Linked DNA regions of Drosophila melanogaster: region 2 is linked to region 1. A link is a contact called in public HiChIP or PLAC-seq data. All regions are on one chromosome and are shown on one strand. The core of a region is the stretch at or near the end of the contact, and the rest is flanking DNA. Distances in the headings are between cores, read along the strand shown.

Region 1 (2,700 bases), core at 167-2,666:
AATATCTGATTGCCTCTGATTTCGCAACCACTCCGTAGTATACATATGTATGTACATTTATCTAGAATTCAGTAATAAAGGAGTGTTTCACAGTTTAGACTACAGACAAGTCAGTGCTATTGGGATGGACAACACCATTTAGATCAGAGCTTGTCCACCAGATACCCATCACACATACCCATTCATAGCAGTGTCAGCTTGATGGACATGGTTAGTGAAACACGAGTACTAATATGTTCTAAGGAACTCATTGCAAATCCAGTAATATTTATTAGGATGGAATTTATAAAATAACATTACAAACTAATTTAAGTTGTTTCGTTCAAAATATACACACATGTCTGACGATATATAAGAAATCGTTTATTATACCTGTTACAATTCATCCGATAAAATGTCTAACAGATATAAAATATATTCTTATTAAGCCGAGTCGATGCTCAACCTTTCTAGCTTTTATAGTTCCTGATATCTCGACGTTCATATGGACAGACGGACATGACCAGTTCGACTCCGCTATTTATCCTGATCAAGAATATATACTTAATATGGCCGGAAACGCTTCCTTCTGCCTATTACATACTTTTCAACGAATCTAGTAAACCCTATTACTCTACGAGTAACGGGTATAAAAACAATTAGCTTATGTATTAATAAGCGTGTTTCGTTTAGGATAAAACGATACGATATTACCAAACGTGGTGATTTAAATTTCCCGTGTGGAAAATCTAATCTGAGACAAAATATTCCAATTCTCTTATTTATGTGTGTTTATATTGTTTAATTTGTATTATGAGTAACAATATTTACATAATTAATACAACTGTTATTTAATTATAGAACAAATTGAAAACACTTCTTGAAGAATGTGGGTAATTAGTTATTTCCTAGAGGTCATCTAAAACTGTTATTATAAATTATCGACTACTTTGAAACAATTTGAACTAAGTATTATCATAGACTTAAACCACTAACAAAAGTTGATCGCTTTTATCAGTCTGGAATTAAATTATTTTACAAGTGGGCTCCATAATAGCAATCTACTATCGATAAAGTGCGAACGAATTCGAACTATTCTTTCCCGGTTAACGAATACAAAAAACTCGAATAGCGTCGGCGTATTTTCTCTGGATGAAAATTTTTTGTGAAACTTCCTATTTGATCTGACTTCGGACTATCAGGAAAAAGTAAAAAGGTTTATTGGTAAATGAGCGACAATTTAAAAAATAATGAAAATATAAAAGACCATTACGTCGTAAGACCACCGTTCCAAATTCACTAGTAACCCACCGTCGCTGCCTTGACGTATTTTGTCCCGCTATCAGATCTGTGTTCGTAAAGTGGCAGTGTGCAGCAACAGCTCGCAGAAAGGTGGCAACGCTCGCTAACAGACCGAGAGCTCCACTAACAAAACAAACATTTTGCTACTTCGTCGCAGGCGGGACTGTGTTGCGTCGTGTGATCGCTAGAGCGGTTGTGGAATCGGATTCGAGCGCAAAACACCGTTCATGCTGTGAGCGAAAAAGAGTGGTAGCGCCTACAGTGGCATATGTAGTTAAATCCGTGAATAAGTGAATAAGAATATATGTATGTACTTAATTCGAAAACCTTTTCGCCGTCAGCACAACGGGTGAACGAGAGAGCGGAAGTGGAGTTTTTTGTGGCGGGTCGTCTCGCTCGCACCGCAAAGGTCGTCCGTGGCTGCGTGTATGGGTGTGTGGAAGAGGCGTCGAGGTGAATGTGGATTTCTAACCACACCAGCATTGCAAAGACATTGATTGATATTTAAAGCTGCAGCAGCGAACCAAAGCAAATCCTAATTTCGGCAAAGTTTAAGAATAACGAGTGACTGGGGCGCGCGCAATAAGATAAAATTGAAGGTTATTCTGTGTGCGTGTGAGTGACCCGTTTACCAGTGTGTGTGTGCGAGCGTTCCATTGTAAACAAAAAAGCAAGTGTTGTGAGCGGAGAGAAGAAAGGGAAAGAGAGAAAGAGCGAACAGACTGGCGAGAGAAAAAAGAGATTGCGCACGAAGAAAGCAGCGCACAAAGCGAACGCTGAAAATGTCAATAAACTCTGCGAAAGGTGAGGAAAACGCAACAAGAGCGCCGCAGTCGTGTAAAATAAAACCCAAGACTCAAAGAAAGCAGTAGAAAGAGGCAAGTGCAAGAGCAGAACTTGTGCGTGTGAGTGCTGGTGTAGTGTGTGTGGGAGAGAAGAGTTCGAGTGTTTGTTCTGATTGGACAGAGTGTGCAGAAAAGTTTTTCTGGTTTCGATTCGCTTGCAACAGTTTCCGCGTTTTCAGCTCCAACAAGTTTCGTCGATTTTTCGCGTCTGCATTTTGTTTATTTTATTGTGAATTCGTTGACTTGCTTGCTCGCTCGTTAACCCATACAAGTGCGCCCGCCGCGACGCTGGATGAGTAATTTACCGTTATTAATTCACAGGTGAAAAATCCGATATTTGTCGTGCAATAATTTCCTCGATTGGCATCAAGTGGCTTCCAGTCGGGTACATATTGCACAAGAAATGTTATACGCATAATGTGCACGCAAATTAAACGAATTCTCTATGAAAATGTGACTAGAATGTGAGTCGAACAAAACGAGTAAAACGTGAAATCCCAACTGGCTTTTGGGTAACAAATCTTATCAACACAGCAACGGAAATACATTAAAATCTTGATAGACTGAGAAAGGG
Region 2 (2,700 bases), core at 154-2,653, 73 kb after region 1:
CGTTTCGTACTGCAATTGCTGGAAGTTTTGGCACAGAGACTGTTGCAGATAAGGCTGCTGGTGCAGCTGAGGCAGCTGGTGCTGCTGGTGGGGAAACATTTGGCTTGTGCGTTGGTATCCCTCGTGTTTATTCAGCATCATTTTCAACAGGTGCCAGGGGATGCCTATGCAAATAGTTTACTGTTGAGCCAAAATTTTGGCGGTTGCAGATTATGTCGATATGGCGAGGGCACATTTAATGGTTTTTTAATGTCTCTCGCGTAGTAAAGGCTTTTAAAAGCTGGTGCTGACCCTTTTTTAATTTGGATGGGGTTTTTCCATCATTTCAAAATATGTAAACGTTCGCAGACTATAAAAAAAAATATGTTTTGTCTTGCCTCGTGGTTAACACATTTATTAATTCTCTCATCTAGTGTTTGTCCTTGTCATTCTATTAACTAAATTACTAAAATAAGCGATTATTTGATAGAGACATAGCACGGTTTTAAGATTTTGATTTGTTTACAATGCCCGACACCTTCAGCTTTTCGTCATCGACACCTGTCCAATTGTTGCTTTTTCCGGAGCGAAGCTTCTCTAATGGCAAACACGCCCCGCTTTTGCCGTTATATGCGTCACACAGCACAATAACAACAATTTTCGCACACACACACACACACACAATCGCGGCGGGGTTGGCTGGGGATACGGACGTCAGAACGAGACGTCAGTGGCCGCTTGTAGCTCCTTGAACAGATAGTGAAGCCCCAACTACTCGTAAACACACGCGGATCTGATGGAAGGCCAACAAGGCGGGCAGAACCAGCGCAGAACGATCGGTTTCATTCCACAAACAGAACTGATCGGAGAACGAAGCTGCGAAACGCACATAACCTGTGCGCCGCACACAACACAACAATGAACAGCTGACGCGAAATCTCTCTCTCTCCCTACCTCGCTAGCGTTGCTTATCAGCTAGGAAAACGTACATACATATGTATATGTATGTATGTACGTGTTCTTCTATATGCGCAGATGTCAGGCAGCAATGTTGTCCCCCTCTCCACTATTACTATATGGAGCTCAGTCGATTTGACTCCTGGCATTCGGCCTTGCCATCCAGAGTATGCACTCCACAAGCAGTTCTGTGTTTGCACTTTTGACCTCTGGCTCAGCGCTGCCTTTGCATTTTGCCTTTTTCCGTTCCCACTCATATACACGCGCATGCACGCGCACCACAATTTCGGTACAACTGCAACTGCCCCCTATAGCAGAAACACGGGCAGTTAGCAGGCACGACGGACTACCAATACCACGCACACACGCGCAACACAAAGCTTCTACGTAGTTTAATCACAATATAGCACACATTAACCTATTGCGGGTAGCGAGCCCTCACCATCCCATCAGGGTTGTCAAGCATTTGGTGGCTCTGATAAACAGCACCCTCTTCCTAAAAATGGCTGAAAGCTGCGAGCCGAAAAACGCAAGAATGAGCATAATCACCCCAAACGTAAAGATTGGGAAGGGCAGCATACGAGGTCATATGTTTCCTGCTCCGAAATTGCAATACAATGAATTTAGGACGGCTATTTCCCGTAATTAGTTTCCAGTTTTATGGAATTGCTATTATATCTTTTTCCGACAGCACCTTGAAACCGCATCAATAAAAAGTTAATGCGTTGAGACTAATAGGAAAAACTAGAATATATACATATATTATACTCAAATGTAATGTGTTTTTTAAACATTGTTGTGCTTAAGTAATTAGGAAAAATTATGTAAAATGGATATTTTCCCTTTATGTTCACTATATTGTTTAAGTTAGAGAATAGAATACCCAGAATAAAATTAGTGATCACACATCAAAAAACTATCGATAAACATTGAATTAGTTCCGGTTAAAATTTAATAATAAGTATTCAAACTGCACACCTTGTTACAAAGTAGTGTAACTGCCTAATTCTTTATCAGCAGACTAGAGGATTTCGCACTCCCATGTTCTTTTGCTTAAATACCTTTCTCGGGCTTATATTAGACATTATACTTTCAGAGAATTTTTTCATTTGTACTGTTAGAAGGTTCTTAATGAAATTGCTGTTCAGTTCAAAATTTTTATATAGTCATTTAATAATACTTTACGAATGATTTTGTGCGCTTTAGATTTGTGAGAAAAAGGGGTGGGATTATTTAGTAGAAAGTAGCAAGGCATTTCCCGATCTGGTAACACTGATTCCAACACTCATTACCGTTCCAAATGAAACGCAAAAAGGTTCAATTGTTATTTTCTCTCACGATTTCGGCATTTATATTAACCTAAAGATGGCTCTATAGTTTGCGCGCAAGCAAAAACAAGCAGCACCTAGGTGCCCAAACACAACAAAATGGAAACGTATAAAAATCAAAAGTGAGTATACACCAAGCTAAATTCTCGCTAATTTCGCAATTTATCACGCACACTGCCGCACTTGGCGTTCTACTCATTCATTGTTGCTGCACGTGTGTTGGTGGCATTGCCTTGTATGGATTTTCAATTGACCGGGCGAACGTGGCAAATCAAAACTCAGTGGGGCATGCCACCTGGTAAAGGTAAAGAAATTGGCTGACGCAATCGCCGACTGGAGTTGAGTAATGTGCGTTGCAAGTCGCCTGCACGTGCGAAAATGAGATGACTCACCACAGTAAGGACTACCCCAAGCGGACACAGCCCAGGACAGAGCT

The links. HiChIP or PLAC-seq counts read pairs in DNA pulled down with a chosen protein or histone mark.
Region 2: a Psq HiChIP or PLAC-seq map of the Kc167 cell line shows a contact between it and region 1, with 4 times the contacts expected there. The contact joins the promoter of Mondo here to the promoter of Hr39 in region 1. A contact is called at or near these places in 20 of 107 Hi-C or Micro-C datasets (the Clone 8 cell line, the D17-c3 cell line, the Kc167 cell line and 10 more) and 2 of 6 datasets of contacts at active chromatin or transcription factors (both in the Kc167 cell line).

Annotation. Positions count from the first base shown.
Region 1 is chr2L:21,235,834-21,238,533 of dm6, forward strand. Hr39 (Hormone receptor-like in 39) reads left to right here and starts at 1,417. Exons shown (of 8, transcript NM_165364.2): 1 at 1,417-1,571; 2 at 2,448-2,700. It overlaps CG31626, which reads right to left and starts at 900. Exons shown (of 3, transcript NM_165362.2): 1 at 811-900. mir-9374 (mir-9374 stem loop) reads left to right here and starts at 2,468; the gene lies at 2,468-2,528.
Region 2 is chr2L:21,308,647-21,311,346 of dm6, forward strand. Mondo (mondo,) reads right to left here and starts at 1,404. Exons shown (of 12, transcript NM_165367.2): 1 at 1,293-1,404; 2 at 1-292. The coding sequence starts at 141. It overlaps crc (cryptocephal), which reads left to right and starts at 2,220. Exons shown (of 5, transcript NM_080158.3): 1 at 2,220-2,386.